Linked DNA regions of Danio rerio: region 2 is linked to region 1. Evidence: chromatin contacts called from public HiCAR-type data. All regions are on one chromosome and are shown on one strand. Each heading gives the region's core, a stretch centred on a gene start, on an enhancer-like site or on the middle of the called end of the contact. The rest is flanking DNA. Distances are from core to core; before and after follow the strand shown. Region 1 overlaps slc25a26 (solute carrier family 25 member 26). Region 2 has its middle 83 kb from the start of kbtbd8.

What was found. HiCAR-type assays count read pairs that join an accessible place to other places.
Region 2: a contact with region 1 is called in a HiCAR-type map of caudal fin, with 7 times the contacts expected there. The contact joins two enhancer-like sites. A contact is called at or near these places in 1 of 18 Hi-C or Micro-C datasets (an unstated tissue) and 1 of 4 datasets of contacts at active chromatin or transcription factors (caudal fin).

What each region holds. Positions count from the first base shown.
Region 1 is chr11:18,370,099-18,374,719 of GRCz12tu, reverse strand. All of the region lies in intron 5 of slc25a26 (solute carrier family 25 member 26), which reads right to left. Among named protein-coding and RNA genes, the nearest start is that of slc25a26, 27 kb to the right of the region's middle. Within about 2 kb of position 1,974, at least 6 of the 62 cell types and tissues checked have an H3K27ac peak or open chromatin away from gene starts, as enhancers often do.
Region 2 is chr11:18,644,666-18,649,286 of GRCz12tu, reverse strand. No RefSeq gene overlaps it. Among named protein-coding and RNA genes, the nearest start is that of kbtbd8, 83 kb to the left of the region's middle. Within about 2 kb of position 2,761, at least 9 of the 62 cell types and tissues checked have an H3K27ac peak or open chromatin away from gene starts, as enhancers often do.

The DNA of each region.
Region 1 (4,621 bases), core at 725-3,224:
GCCTGGTTCTGCACCTCTGGGGCTCTTTCAGTGTCAACTAAAGATCACAGGAAGAGTGGAGAAAGAAACCGACGAGAATCTGGTTTAATGTTAGAAACCATTCTGACAAATACTTAATAAATCGATCAATCAATAAATACTTAATAAATCTGTCACATACTGTACTAGCCAGTGGGGGTTCAGGTAGTTTAAAAGACCCAACCCTCACTGACAAAGGTCCAGAATTTGTTGCATGCATGAGCTCATTTGTCCTATTTTGACTGCTATGCCATCATAAATTGTGAAAATAACCCATCAAAAAAGGCTTTAAGACCAAGTAAAATCTGACGCAAATGAAGTCAACTTTCTCCACTGACCTACTGTATTGTTGGTAAATATATAAAACATTTTACAAGGAACTTTGCTTCTAAATATTGGACCTTATTTTTTAAAGATTAATAAAAAATAAATAAAATAAATAAAAAATGTGTGAAGAACCAAAATTGGAGCATATTATAGTTACTTTTAATACTTATTTGACTATTGTTGTTATCTATAAATTGTCAAATCTTTTTTTACAAGAGAAGCTAGAAAAATTGTCAAGCTCTGCATTATTATTAATTAATTTTTTAATTATTATTATTATTGTGGAAACTAACTGAGGAAAGCTGGATGTGCTGCTTAGTTTGTTTTGTCTAATAAATGACCATCTGACAAGCTAATCCAGCTAAGAAAGAAAGAAAGAATCGTATAGCAGAAAAACTTGTCTGGAGGATGCTTTAGATCATATTATATTTTAAACATTAATCTTATCAATTATTATTTAATATCAAACACATTTTTAAATATTAAGAGTTTAAATGCAAAAACATTTAAATTCTGTCAGATTTTTTTTTATCAGTTTCATGTGTGTGTATGTTTGGTAATTTTACCTTTATGGCAAAGAATAAGTTAGTTGTATGGTCTTTAAAGTGGAAAAAAACTCAACACTTACACTTACAGGTTTTTGCATCTGAACTCTTTCTATATACTTTTTATTTAATTACATTTAATTACATTTATTTTTTCAATATAAGCATTTAGTACTGTTAATAATATATTATGCAATGCAATTATATAAAAATTAGAATCAACGTTTATAATAAATTTAATTTAATTGCTAAAATATTTTACTGAATTCTGGAATCCTAAAATCCAAGTTTTACATTAACTTTGTATTATTATTATTATTATTATTATTATTAGTATTAGTATTATTATGAGTAATGATTCATTTAAATACTAAAAAATAACATATTATAATGAATATATATTTGTTTTAATCACAATATTTATAATATCACAAAATTTATTACAATATAGTAAAACATACACAATAAAGGTTTAGATTTGTTTATACTTCATTAACATTAAATAATTTTAAATCATTTTAAATGACTCAAATAATAACATTAATACTATACTAATCGTTTTTAAATGATCCAACTTAATTTAAATCCGTAAAACGTAAAAATAATCATTTAAGAAAATCTAAGTTGTGTTTTATTCTGAACTTTTATTTTATTGAAGACCATTCATTCTCAAGACTTCTATAATCAAAGATAATTCTGATAAATAGTTTAAATATACTGACACTATTGCAGCATTCTTAGATTTATCTCAATCTAAATGCATTTAGAACAGCAAAAAAATAAAATAAAATAAAATAAATTAAAATAAAATAAAATTCAATATGCTGGATAAGTTGGCGGGTACTTCTGCTGTGGCGACCGCTAATTAATAAAGGGTCTAAGCCAAAAAGAAAATAAAGAAATAAAATGAAAGGTACGGAATGGCAGGAGGTTGAGTAAATGATCTAAACAATGCTAGAATTTTCTAAAGCACCTACAGCATCTGATTTGCAGCGAATCCTCAGAAAATGTCGGACACCCAGCAACAGCCTAAGCAGAAGCTGACAGATGCAGCTCAAGGCTTGGGTGTTTAAAAACTACATTCTTCCAGGGTTGCCAGTTCTCCTCTCCTCCCCTTCACATCTGTGCTGATATACAGAGTGAGATCTCTCCGTCAATGTCACAAAAACTGCTGCTCACAAACTCCTCATTCGTTTTTAAAACTACAGTTATCTTCCAGAAAAAATACACTTGTAAAGGAGAAGCAACAGTTCTATCGCAAAAAAAGAAAAGAAAAAAAGGTTGTGCTGTTTGATGTTTATAATAATCTGAGCGCTGTGATCTTTTCCAGCTTTCATGCAGATGGTTATCAGATCTGGCCTAATCCTGTTATGCCCTCTAGTGGATGAACTCAAAATACAGTCTATGAGAGCAATTTAATATTTATATTGTTATATTATATTATATTATGTTTATATCTATATAAATACAATATAATAATAATAATAATAATAAAAATAATAATAATAATAATAATAATAATAATTATTATTATTATTATTATTATTATTATTATTATTATTATTATTATTATTATATTCTATTATTATAGTCCCAAGAACAGAGACAAACCAGAGACAAAAATGGCTGGTGTGTGTGGAAGAAACCAAACATTTTTACAACATAATATACACCTATTCATGACAGTCAAACAGTTTTGTTTGATAAGACCTCAATGTAATTTCATGGGTATAAGAAGAATTCATTTTGCTTCACCTGTTCATGTTTTTTCTGACTGTTAATGTGCCAGTAACCACTGATTTAAAGAGATTTAACAATTTACTCATTATTTATTTAGCCTCCCTTACGTGGTTTGAAAATCTTTCTTATGTTGAAGACAAATGAAGATATTTTGAAGTATGCTGATAAACCTGTAACTACTGATTTCCATAGTAAAAAAATATATATATATAAATAAAAAAATAAATATTATGAAAGTCAATGGTTACAGGTTTTCAGCTTTCTTTAAAATATCTTCTTTTGTGTTCAACAGAAAAAAGAAAGTCATATAGGATGAAAAAACAGTGACATAATTTAAAATTTTGAACGAACTATCATACAAAAATGAAAATTACTCCATTACTCAAGCCATCCCCTGTGTATAGGACTTAATTTTCTGACTTAATACAGCTGCAGTAGCTTTAAACTTTTTTTTTTCTTTTTTACTTATCATTGATTTACATCATTCTCATTTGTGCAATGTTTCTATGCATTACAATTTATTTAGATAACAAGTATGAAAAAATGCTTACAAAAATGGCCTGAAAGTGAGTGAATTATACCGCATTTTTCACATTAAATCAACAAAAAATTGACATTTTTGGTTGAGCGATGCCTTTTAAGAAGTCTACAGCGCACATTACAGTGTTTTTAGGAACAGCCACAGTTATTGTTCACATTTAACAAACTGTAAACAAGCAAGCACTGGCCAGGAAATGTATTGAAAGTGGAACCCTCAAATTTGAAACATGCTGTTTTGATTTAAAGCACTGATTTTCCCACGTTTCTAGAAAATATTTTACTTTATCGTATGAAAATTAAATGTTTCCTTTTTTTAAAAAAAAAATCTTAATTTCAGCAGTAATATGCTAAGTGGGTTTCTTAAAAAACAAACTTAAGTCTGTGCTAAGGCTTAGATGGAAATTAAATTTTCAGGTCTACACCTAAAAAAAAAGTGCACATAAATGTTATTTATGATTATTTGATAAAAAAAAAAACAGCAGCTAATAAATAGCCATGGGAAGATAACCGGTTTCAAGGTTTACTGTGGTTTGGAAAAGTCAAAGTTTCAAAAATGCAAAAATTTTGTGTTATACCATTTCTAAGGTACACTGTAAAAAAAATGCAGGGTTCCATACAATTCAATTATGCTGTCCGAACACAAATAGATTAAGTTAACTTAATTGTTTTTACAAATTGAAGTGGATTGAACATAAAAAAATTAAGTTAAAAAAAACCCTAATAATAATAATTGTGTCGATTCAGCTTGTTTTAGATAAGTGGTTTGAACAAACAGCAACATTAAATTTTTAGTGTAAATGTATGTTTTATTCGATTTTTTACATGTTATCAAATACTATTTTATTTGTTCGTTCGTTCGTTCATTCGTTTATTTATTTATTTAGGGCAACAGTATATCCAGCAGCAAAGGAGTATCCACATCCAAAGTTACTGATCACAATTCAGCAAACAATTAAATAAATCCAAATAAATCGCCTACAAGAATGACAAGCATATGGACCTGAACAGTGCAGTATTGTGTTCAATAGGGAAAAAAGTTTTTTTTTTTTTTTTTTTTGTAATTTAAAAGAAACTTATTTTAGAGCAGTAATCACAATACCGTGCAACCGTGACATTTTTATTCAAAGTTATCATACCGTCTGAATCATATACCGGCCCATGCCTACTAATAAAATAAATATATACATTTCTGAACAGTAGCATATTTTCTAGACTTCAAAATAACCAACAAACGACACCCTGTACATATAAAATTTCATGTATCACATGACAACATTACTGTTTTTACACCAGCTTGCCATTTAAGCATTCCTCATCCTCCACTCTCTTCAACATGATCAACTATAACTCGTATCAGCGGCTGTATCTCATCACGACCTTTTGTCCTGGGCTTCTGTAATGAATCTGCATAATGGAGAAGACCCCAATTAAATCCTTGCATGAGGAGGACT
Region 2 (4,621 bases), core at 1,512-4,011, 270 kb before region 1:
ACTAAAGTAAGAGGCAGGAAGTGAACACGACAGGAGGGTTAATAACTAATAACTAAAAAAACTATGATTAATTAATGCTTTACAAGATTATTCATATTTACATAATGTATTAGTAAATACACAAAATGCCATTAAATAATGGACCATTATTCTACAGTGTTAACACTTCTAAGTGTTTCTTCTTCCAGAATTTTGAGTTATAAAATAACAAGATGAACAGTCACTGATGTTTAAACTGTGGGAGCTTGATTTCTTTTTCTCTTTAATTTCTTTCTAAATAAAACAGATTTGTAAAAACCACAATAGTCTAGTAAAAAGAAATGTAGTGGATGAACACTGGCCGTTAATGAACACTGACACTGACTGCTTGTCTGGACTGCGGTGAGAAGACACTGACTCTTAAGCAGAGAGCATCATCTCAGTGCCATCAGGACAGGACAAGCCTCTATTCTCCTGCTGTCACTCCATCCACCGCCACCTATAACTGTCTCTTTGTGGCGCGTGTGAACCTTCAGGCTTCTCTCTGCTTCCCAGACCTCAGCGGGACACCAAACAGACGGTAGCTGTGTTTGTGCTTGCACAGGGGACACACAGCACTTCACAAGCCTTCGTCATGCCGGTTATCCAGACTCATTTTAATCCCATTCACAGAAAAGTCACTGTAAAAGACGCAGAGAAAAAGCAGAACTGCAGCAATGAAGAGGATTTTTGTAACTTCCAGATACAAGATAAGCAATGCGATATCCAGTAGACACCTCGATTTCAAAATGAAATCCAAAAACACGTCAAAATTACTAATTGATTAAATGTAAACTTTGTTTATTTGACATCCACACATTGATGCCCTTTTGACCATCAAAATAAGGACAAGGCAGTTTTATAATATAATAAATGTTTTATTTATTTGAAAGCAATTACAAATGACAAATGTAACACTTATTTTGTATCCCTACATTGCATGTAAACTACCTTGATGTCAATGTGACATCAAATTGACATCTACAGTTAAAGTTAGAATTGTTAAAGCCCCTGAATTATTCGTCGTCTGTTTATTTTTTGCCCCAATTTCTGTTTAACGAGAGCAGATTTTTTTAACACATTTCTAAACATAATAATTTTAATAACTCATCTCTAATAACTGATTTATTTTATCTTTGCCATGATGACAGTACATACTACTTTACTGGATATTTTTCAAGACACTTCTACACAGCTTAAAATGACATTTAAAGGCTTTAGGTTAACTAGGCAGGTTAGGGTTATCAGGTAAGTTATTGTTTAATGATGGTTTGTTTTGTAGACTATCAAGAAAAAAAATAAGTTAAAGGGGCAAATAATTTTGACCTCAAAATGTTTTTTAAAATTTGTATTTATTTATTTATTTACATTCAATAAACCATACACAGCAGACAAAATAGTATGCAGCACAACAGAGCATTTATCTTTTGAAGTCAATGTTGGAGGTCTGTTAGTTGGGACAATAAAACATGGAAAAGAAATGGTCTCTCAGTTGACACCTGCAGCTTGAACTGTTTGTCAAGGCCAGTACACTTAAAATATCAGACAATCTAACCTTTTTATGGCACAGCAGGATTACTTGAGTTTGTGTTAAATAGTGCTCAGCATATATAAGTAGACCCCTCAAATCTATAATTTAAATTATTATTTTAACAGGAAGAGCAATGTTATATCCATTAGATTAGTCATTACTAAAGCCAAATCTGGAGCTAGTCTAACAAAATAACTTAGGATAACGGTCCAAAAACTAGTACACCCAAATTTATATCTTATAGGAAAAATAATAAATACAAAATTTAAAAAAGAGGGAAAATCAAAAGCAAATAATAATAATAATAATAATATTTAGTTGAAATTTTGTAGGTTGAAATTCTTTTTTGCAATATTTAGCTTGAGTTTAATTGTATTATTTTTCAATTTCTAAATATTTTTGGTGACTAAAATCTTATTTTAATAAATATATCTGTTTAATAAATGTGTTTTGTTTAAATGTACCACAATATATGCTTATATTCACTGAGAAATGGATCAAAATATTTTCAAAATGGGGGGGTACTCAATTATGCTGAGCACTGTATGCCACCATGGCTCACACATACAGTATATGTGATGTGCACACCTCACACAATCATCCTTGTCGTTATTTTTATAACTAAGTACCATATGTAAATAAATCTATAATAATAAACCATACCAATATTGCAATATTATCACTCAATAGTTCAGAAAATGCTGCTTACTAATATATATATATATATATATATATATATATATATATATATATATATATATATATATATATATATGTATGTCTGTATGTATGTATGTATGAATAAATCTGTGAAATGAGCTGTATGCAAGTGCAGATAAAAGTGAGATTTACATGTTCAGTATCTCGCATGAATGAGCATAAAAACCCATTATGAGAAAATAGCCTTTAAAACTTGCATTCTCAAAAAATATACTCAATAAACACTTGTGTTTTCTTTTTCCATTAAAATGAAAACAATATTTAATGAAAATCCAAAAAGCACAAAAACTTGAATAAATAAAAATAACCTGTTTTTGCTTACAGTGTCTTGTCTTAAAACCATCAGCAGGTTGAATAACTAATGAAATGACACAAGTTCACCCTTTGAATCATTAGTGAAGCGCTGTCCGTGACTGATTCCTCTGCTGGAATGCACATGTGCTGCTTCAGACTAACAGGTGCGCAGCCGTGGCGTGACTTCGAGAGAGCTCACAGGCTGTCAGGACCTGCTTAACCAGGTGCACCATGGAGACTGCTCCATCTGTACAGAATCCATGTGCTAAACCAACCAGAACCAACCGGAAACCTCTATAAAGGGCGCAGGGTCACCATCAGCCAGACCACATGGGTTGAAAACAGCTGTGTGAAGCCATAAATCAGGGCTTAAGTGGGAATAGTCAATGTAGGATTAATGTAAAACATCTTGATGAGATCATTATTTTTACATTAATGCTTAAAATATTATGTACCATTTGGTTATCAAGTTAGAAGTGATATTGAATTTTCACTGTCAAACAGGACAAAAACTAATATAATTAACACTGCCATAATTTAAACTGCAGTATGGTTAAATATTTCTTTGTTTTTCATAGACCTCTCATGCTATAAAAAATGCTTTACTTATTTTTTTGAGCCAAATAGCAAAACTGTCTTATGGTGTGACGGTCTCAAGCGTAGTTTAATAACTCTTATCAATTAAAAAGAAAATTGTAACATTTTTAATAAACACTCCAGGCATCATTTTACAAGAGGCTATTTTAGCAAATTACGTTTTTATTTCTAAAAATAAAGGAACTTGATACATTTTGTCCCTGAAAATGTGTCCTCTGGTGTGAAGCTAAGCATATTTTAAATCAGACAGTTTTACTGAAAAGTGTAATTGTAGATGGACATTCATCTTCTGAAGCCCACAACATGCACCTGTACATGTTTTGTCAGTGTTTTTCACTTTTCACTTTACGTCACCTTACAATTATAAGGTTCTAGCTGGCATTTTAGTCAAAATTGAGTTATTCTCATATTCAACATATTCTCATATCTTCAAAGTTGAAATCTAGCTTCGCTCTATAAGGCTCTTTCTGTGAGCCAATCAATGATTTGAATGCACGCACAAGGACCAATTAGGATCTGCTTTCTTTTTCATTCTGAAAGACTGCTCCATTTACAGTGGGAAAGACCAGAAAGAAACATAAAATCAAAGTCGACAAAATAATGTTGCACCACACAAAATTGAGCATAAACTTAAAACTGAAAAGATGTGTGTAAATGTGATGATTTAGAAGCATTTTTTGACATCGAGATAAAAGGTTAAATTTTACATTGTAGAAAAAAATGGTTATTTAAAAAAATCATATATTACATGTAAAATACGTTTAGTTGTGCATATATAGTCAGTGAAACATTTTTAAACAACTCATTTGCTCAATGTCTGTTTTTGTTTAAAGTCTTTAAATGTGATGTTAAGCCTGAAGGGCAAATACTTATTTGAATTTATGGAGCATATAATTCAATAAAACATATAAAGCATATCATTAAATACATTTTACCATATTAAATACATAAAATTAACATCTGGACTGGACAACATATTTAGCACAGCCTGGTTTGCTTAATTTGAACAAGAAAAAAAATATTTTTATATTATAAAAAATATAATTAAATTAATAAGCAGACTGATTGTATTTCTTGAACCCTTCAATGAGTGATCTGCCAGAACCTTATAATTCCAAGACGAAAATGACTTTTTAGAATTAGAAGGTTCTATCTGCATTTGCTCTATTTTATTTTTATTTATTTATTTTTTGTTGTTGTTGTTTTTATACCTTAATTTGCAAACTTAAGAGAGTTTTGATCATCTAGAGTGCATTTAGGGTCTCTGGTACAGTATGTTAATTTATGAAAAAGACAGTGTCAGTAATACAGGCAATATAGGCAGTTGCCTAGGGCCCTGCGTTTCTTGGAGGGACCCCACAAACGCTGGTCTTATATTATATTTACTGTGAACAGAAGCATGAGGTTGAGCCCAAACGCTTAAACCTCAAGCATTGCGTAATGCACAAACCCTATCAAACG